2 separate regions of the Mus musculus genome follow, and region 2 is linked to region 1. The links are chromatin contacts, called in public Hi-C maps. All regions are on one chromosome and are shown on one strand. Each heading gives the region's core, a stretch centred on a gene start, on an enhancer-like site or on the middle of the called end of the contact. The rest is flanking DNA. Distances are from core to core; before and after follow the strand shown. Region 1 has its middle 34 kb from the start of Gm33476. Region 2 holds the start of Cdk5 (cyclin-dependent kinase 5).

Region 1 (2,763 bases), core at 163-2,662:
CCTAAGTGAACATGGAGACCCTAGCTCAAAACACAAGACAAACAAACATAAACATGGTTATATTAAGACAAAACAAGATAGAGAATTTTGGAGCAGGGGCCGTGGATTGTCAGGGACCTAACTCCAGGGAAGGAGGGCCCGGACCCCACAGCCTTGTGCAAGGAGTCTCTGCTAGGGTAGGAGTCTGGTGCCACCTAGCTCAGCATAGTCACATAGCAGTCACATGACCTCTGAGACCCCAATTTCTGTAGCAGCAAAATGTCTAGTTGACTTCCAAGTCCTCTCATTCCAGACTTGAGAGGTATACTGTCTCTGTGTCCCTGGCTTGGCTTCTCCGTGTCAGCTGAGACCATGGTCCTATGGCCACCCTGTCTACCCTGAGGCTCCCATCCACATGGCCAGGCCTCCCCACCTCACCTGCTTCTTTGACCCCAACATGACAAACCACAGCATAGCAGTTCTCAGATCACCCCTTCCCAAACACTCCTGGGGAGGCCTTCGCACCACTAGCATCTGGGATTTCCAGTTTCTACTCCTGACTGGAAGACAAGAAGTTGTCTCCTTGGTTCTTTCAGCTGTGCTTTCTTTCTCCAAGGGTCTCTGCCATCTTGTCTCTGAGGCTTGTAGCCACACTTAGTCCAAAGAGTGAGTGGACTCAGGGCCGAGGGGGACCTAGAACCCAGGGAGCATTAAGTAGCCCCACTAGCAAAGGGTCCCCAAGGGAGAAGACAACCCATCGCCTGCAGTGGCCAGTGTGGATGGCAGCGTGTGTGTCAGGTGTGGCGAGTCTCTCTACCAATTCCAAACCTTGAAGAAAGCTGGTGGGAGCCATTTATCGGCCATTTCAGAGTTTGTTTGGGACTTTTGTTTTGCAGCAACGCCCCTTGATCAGTTTCCTGAGAACCGAGATTACAGGCCGGAGCCACCATACCCAGTCCTGTTTCAGGATTTTACCAGAGGTCGGCAGAAGGAAGTATTATAAGCTCGGCTACATTAAAGCCACTCCACCCACGCTCAAACCACCGCCAATCAATTCTGTATGAGCCGCTGCCGGGTCAGGCTCCCTGGGTGTTGATTTCCTGCTCCGGAGTATCAGTGAGTCATCAGCCGCCTCCTCTCCACTTTAACTGTTGCTCTGAGACCTGAGAGTCTGCAGAAGGGAGGTCACATGGCATCTTTATTTAGTAGCCGGTTCTCAACTGGCAGGAGGGGAAGGACAGCCAGACACTTCCTAGAAACAGCTCTCTCTCAATTTCCGGAGCCCACAGGAGCTGGGAAGCTCGATGGTGTCTTAAAGTCCTGGAGTCCATGTCAGGCCGCTGACGTTCAAGACTTGGGGTTCTGACTAAAGAATGGGCTGGGGCTGCTATGCAAATAGCTGGAAACAGACTTCCTGTGATTAGGGCTGTGTATCATGCGGCCACCAGATGGCGCCCAACACCTCAAACTGTCAACACCATTGGGCCAGGCTGAAGCCCTGTTAATCTGTCACAGATTAATGCTGAAGTGTTATGCCCCCAGGTGTGAGGCAGAAGGGTGACCAAATGTTGCAGAATTATCCTGGATTGATTTAGACCAAGTTCATGTGAATGTCACAAAAAAACACATTAATAACAACTTCCACGGGGGACTTTTACTTATATGTAAAACACAGGTCTGGCTAGTATAGGTCTCCCTCACAGCCTCCTAGCCCAGCATCTGAGCATCACACACCACATCTGAGAGGACAAAGGACAGCAAGGCCCTCACCTCAAGAATTTACAAGCACCTCTTGGGAAGACATCACACACCTATAATCTCTGCACTTGGGAGACTGAGGCAGGAGGATCACCACAAGTTCAAGGAGAGCCAAAGCTACAACTGTGACCCTGTTTCAAAAACCAAGCAAGGAGGTCCACAGATGTCATCTGTACCTATAAATCATGAATTGTAATTCCTACCCACATGGAGCCTCTTGGAACTGGAGTCCTGTGCACAAATATTGTTGAATTAAATAATTAATAATTAAGTCGCAGATACGGGTTTGCTATCTACCTCAATGGCTTGTGTTCCCAAATGAAACACACACACATGTCTTAATCAGCACAATAGCTGGGCTACTGCCTAACCTCCACTACTGATAGAATCTACCTTCCACCGATAATTCCGAGTTACAGCTTACTAAATTCTGTGTTCTACCTTGGCTGCTCTGGACTCAGAGGGCTGCCCAACTGGGCCGTGCTCTCCCGGCTCCTTCACGTGGCGGCCATGCCTCTCTGTCTTGCACTCTTCTCAGGCATGGTGTCTCCCTTCTCCACACTCTTCTAGCATGGCAGATCTTCCCTCTCTTCTTGTTCTCAGTCCCAGGCCTGGGAAATCCTAAAAGTCCTAGTTCAGTCTGCCACGTCCTGCCCAGCCATTGGCTGCCAGCATCTTTATTTACCAATCAGAACCAACTAGGGGCAGGGTTCCTCAGTGTCTTACCTGTGGACATGCAGACTCTCTCAAGCAAGCAATTTTGGGGACCCAAATTAGCATTATAATACAAGCAGTATAGCCAAACCCACTACATTTCTCACATTTCAATTAAAAAGGCTCTTTTCTCTCAGATATAAATTGAACACGATTACAACAATTATGCAAATTATAAGGTTGATATCCACTTATAATACCCAGTCCATCATCTTTGTCAATTTAAATTAATTATTCTATCATCTATCCGAACTTAAAGGTACAGGTACAATTCTGACCTGAATTCTGTTTGATTTTAACCACCTGAAAGCC
Region 2 (2,763 bases), core at 139-2,638, 160 kb after region 1:
AATCACATAAATAACGTTCACCAAGGCAAGTAGTCCTTGGTAGGCAGAAACAGGGTTCCCCTGGTACCCCAGCGCCCCAACCTGGCAGTCAAAGAGTGCTGATATTTATATAGGCATACCCAGGTGCCACAAATCCCTAGACATCTTTCCTCTCACCTTCACAATCTCAGGGTCCAGGTCACCATTGCAGCTGTCGAAATATTTCTTCAGGTCCTAAATAGAGGTTGCAGTGAGGAGAAGAGGACCGAGTTCAACCTTAGTCTGGACTCCTATACCCTCCCATGATAAATATGCCCCGCCCCCCCCCAAGCCCCTCTTTCACCTGATCACAGAACTCAAAAACCAGTGTCAGCTTCTTGTCACTATGCAGGACATCATGAAGCCTAGGGAAAATGAAAGGCTTAGCCACATCTCCAAGTTGGCCTCTAACATCCCAATACCAGCCCAGTCTAATAAGGAGGTTCTATCCTACCTGACAATGTTTTTGTGCTTCAGTTCTTTGAGTAGACAGATCTCCCGGAGGGCTGAACTTGGCACACCCTACAACATGCAAGGGGGTAATAGTTACACGAAACCCAAGACAGACTTTAGACCCCCCCTCCCTCCCAGGCCCTAGGCCTACCTCATCGTCATCATCCAGCCTGACACGCTTCAGAGCCACAATCTCATGAGTTTCCCGGTTTTTAGCCTTGAACACAGTTCCATAGGTGCCTAGAGGAAGGTTGGGGGTGAGGGAGAGGATCCTTCTCAATATCTTAGTGTGTAAGGGTAAGTTCTCAGGGCAAAGGCCAGATGTGGAGTAGTTTTGTGAGTGAGGATGCCAAGGAGAAGGTGCCTAAAATAACTCAAGGCTTCAGCTGCAGGGAGAATCTGCCATAAACTCCCGGGTCGGGGGTAGGGTCGGGGGGTATCGAGGAGTCACCTAGGGGAGGAACGAAGGCCTGCAAAAATGTTAAGGTTGGAGGTTCTGCAATGAATTGAAGCAGGAATCCCAGGTGAGGTTTGCAAGTGATGCTGGGGCTAGGGACGAGAAATGCAGGAAGTGCCGCGGTTAGGAAGGCTGGTCCACAGAGATTGCTAAGGCTAAGAGCAAGAGTTTGCCGCAGATGCTAACACAGGGTTCGTTTCTGCACTGGGTGAGGGACTCAGCGGCCAGGGCTTTTGGCTAGTGCTGAGGTCGGAGCCTGCCGGTATAGCTGACGGTAAGGGAGCTGGGACTGCAAGTAGGGTCTTCAGAAAAAGACCTTGCAGGAACATCTCGTGGTTCCATTACCTTCCCCAATCTTCTCCAGTTTCTCGTATTTCTGCATTGCAGCGGCCGCGGGGACCCCTGCGGGCCCTCGGTTCTAAGACTCCCGGCCCTGGCGTTGCAGAGGAGGTGGTACTCACAGCTCCAGCCCCGCCCACCTGCTCACCACGCACTGGCATCTGGGACTTGTAGTCCCGGGGAAGCCATAGTTCCCAAGAATGCCTGTGGCGGAGGACACGCGGACTACAAAGTCCAACAGGCTGCGCTCGGGCTCTCTGCAGCGATCAACTCCAGGGACTCGTTTCCATCGCGGAGGCAAACCTTAAACTTCAACTCCCAGGAAGCATCGCGTGTCGGGCGTCTCCGCCAAGGCGCGGAGGCTCCCAGTGTGCCCCGCTCTTGTTATTATTCCTTTTCTGTGCTCACAGCCTTCCAGAAAAGGGCCTCTCCGGGACTACGCGTTCCAGAATACAGTGAGGGTGGGGGTGGGGTGCTCTCTGCTTGAAGTTTGCGTTTGACGGCCTAGATCCCGAGCGCTGTTGGCCCGGCTCTGACCTGGTTGGGTGTTTTGAGTCACCAGCGACCTCCTGACAGCTTCAGCACTAGTTTTCACCTCTCCTAGGCCACCTGGTGACCCCAGGACTGATTGGGGAATGATTCTGAGCGATGTCTTACTGCTGATGACCTCACAGGGACCAGCTGACCACAGGGCTGGGCAGCGAGACAGGTGTGCCCCGTTAGAGTCTGGATTTGAGTGGAAGGACACACGCCAGAGTCCCCTCTTTCTGCTGGGCCCATTTTATCGTCTCGAAACCCACCGGACTCCAGCGGCTCCACTTTGACATGCCGAGGCCAGCTGACTGGAGCCTGGGTGTCCCCCAGATCCCAGTCTTCAGAGCAGGCCCACTGGAGTCAGCCAGGGTGTGGCCCACGAAGACTGGCAGGTCAGTTACTTCCCTCAACAGACAAGACCACAGACAGTTGCTACACTTGGAGCAAGCAGCCTTTACCTCATCCTATAAAGGAGTTGATTATAGATTTTCTTGCACTACTCTCTAATTGTCTCATGATTGCATTCTTGAGGGCTGTGAACCGGGCGAAAATGGCCCCAAACAGCATTCCTCAGCGCGGAACCAGAGTAGGCGCTAACCGTTTGTCAATTAACTCACTTAAATCTGAGTGCTTTTGCATAAACAATATTGTGATTTACCCACGTGGCAGACTGAAGACGCATAAAGTGTATTCTTTATCTGAAATAATTGATAACTTAGTTGAGAAAACATGATGACACGCAAGGGTCTTTCAAATAGAGGTGTCAGCTATGAATAGGTTTCCATTTAGCCCGGAGGTAGTTCTAGCGAAAGGGAGGAATCTTCAACAAGTTGTCTTGTTTTCCATCAGTTCAGGGTCTTGGCCACCCAACCCCACCCACTCATTACTCCACATTCGCCTGCCACCCGTTCTCTCAAGCAGACACCGGGGCTTTCTTGGTGTTTCAGTGGTGTTATTTGGGC

The links. Hi-C and Micro-C count contacts between places; a contact is called where the count stands out from the background.
Region 2: a Hi-C map of Th1 cells shows a contact between it and region 1, with 3 times the contacts expected there. The contact joins the promoter of Cdk5 here to the enhancer-like site in region 1. A contact is called at or near these places in 1 of 39 promoter capture datasets (hippocampal neurons), 5 of 484 Hi-C or Micro-C datasets (CD4 T cells, Th1 cells, embryonic fibroblasts and 2 more), 4 of 115 datasets of contacts at active chromatin or transcription factors (the NIH/3T3 cell line, double positive thymocytes, memory CD8 T cells and 1 more) and 3 of 9 other capture datasets (adipose tissue, liver and pancreatic islet).

The regions. Positions count from the first base shown.
Region 1 is chr5:24,265,404-24,268,166 of GRCm38.p6, forward strand. No RefSeq gene overlaps it. Among named protein-coding and RNA genes, the nearest start is that of Gm33476, 34 kb to the right of the region's middle. Within about 2 kb of position 1,413, at least 281 of the 459 cell types and tissues checked have an H3K27ac peak or open chromatin away from gene starts, as enhancers often do. A contact at or near this core is called in the NIH/3T3 cell line, Th1 cells, adipose tissue and 7 more, where this site is marked.
Region 2 is chr5:24,422,176-24,424,938 of GRCm38.p6, forward strand. It overlaps Cdk5 (cyclin-dependent kinase 5), which reads right to left and starts at 1,389. Exons shown (of 12, transcript NM_007668.4): 1 at 1,274-1,389; 2 at 623-711; 3 at 473-540; 4 at 323-383; 5 at 157-213. The coding sequence starts at 1,310. It also overlaps a transcript of Slc4a2 not described here.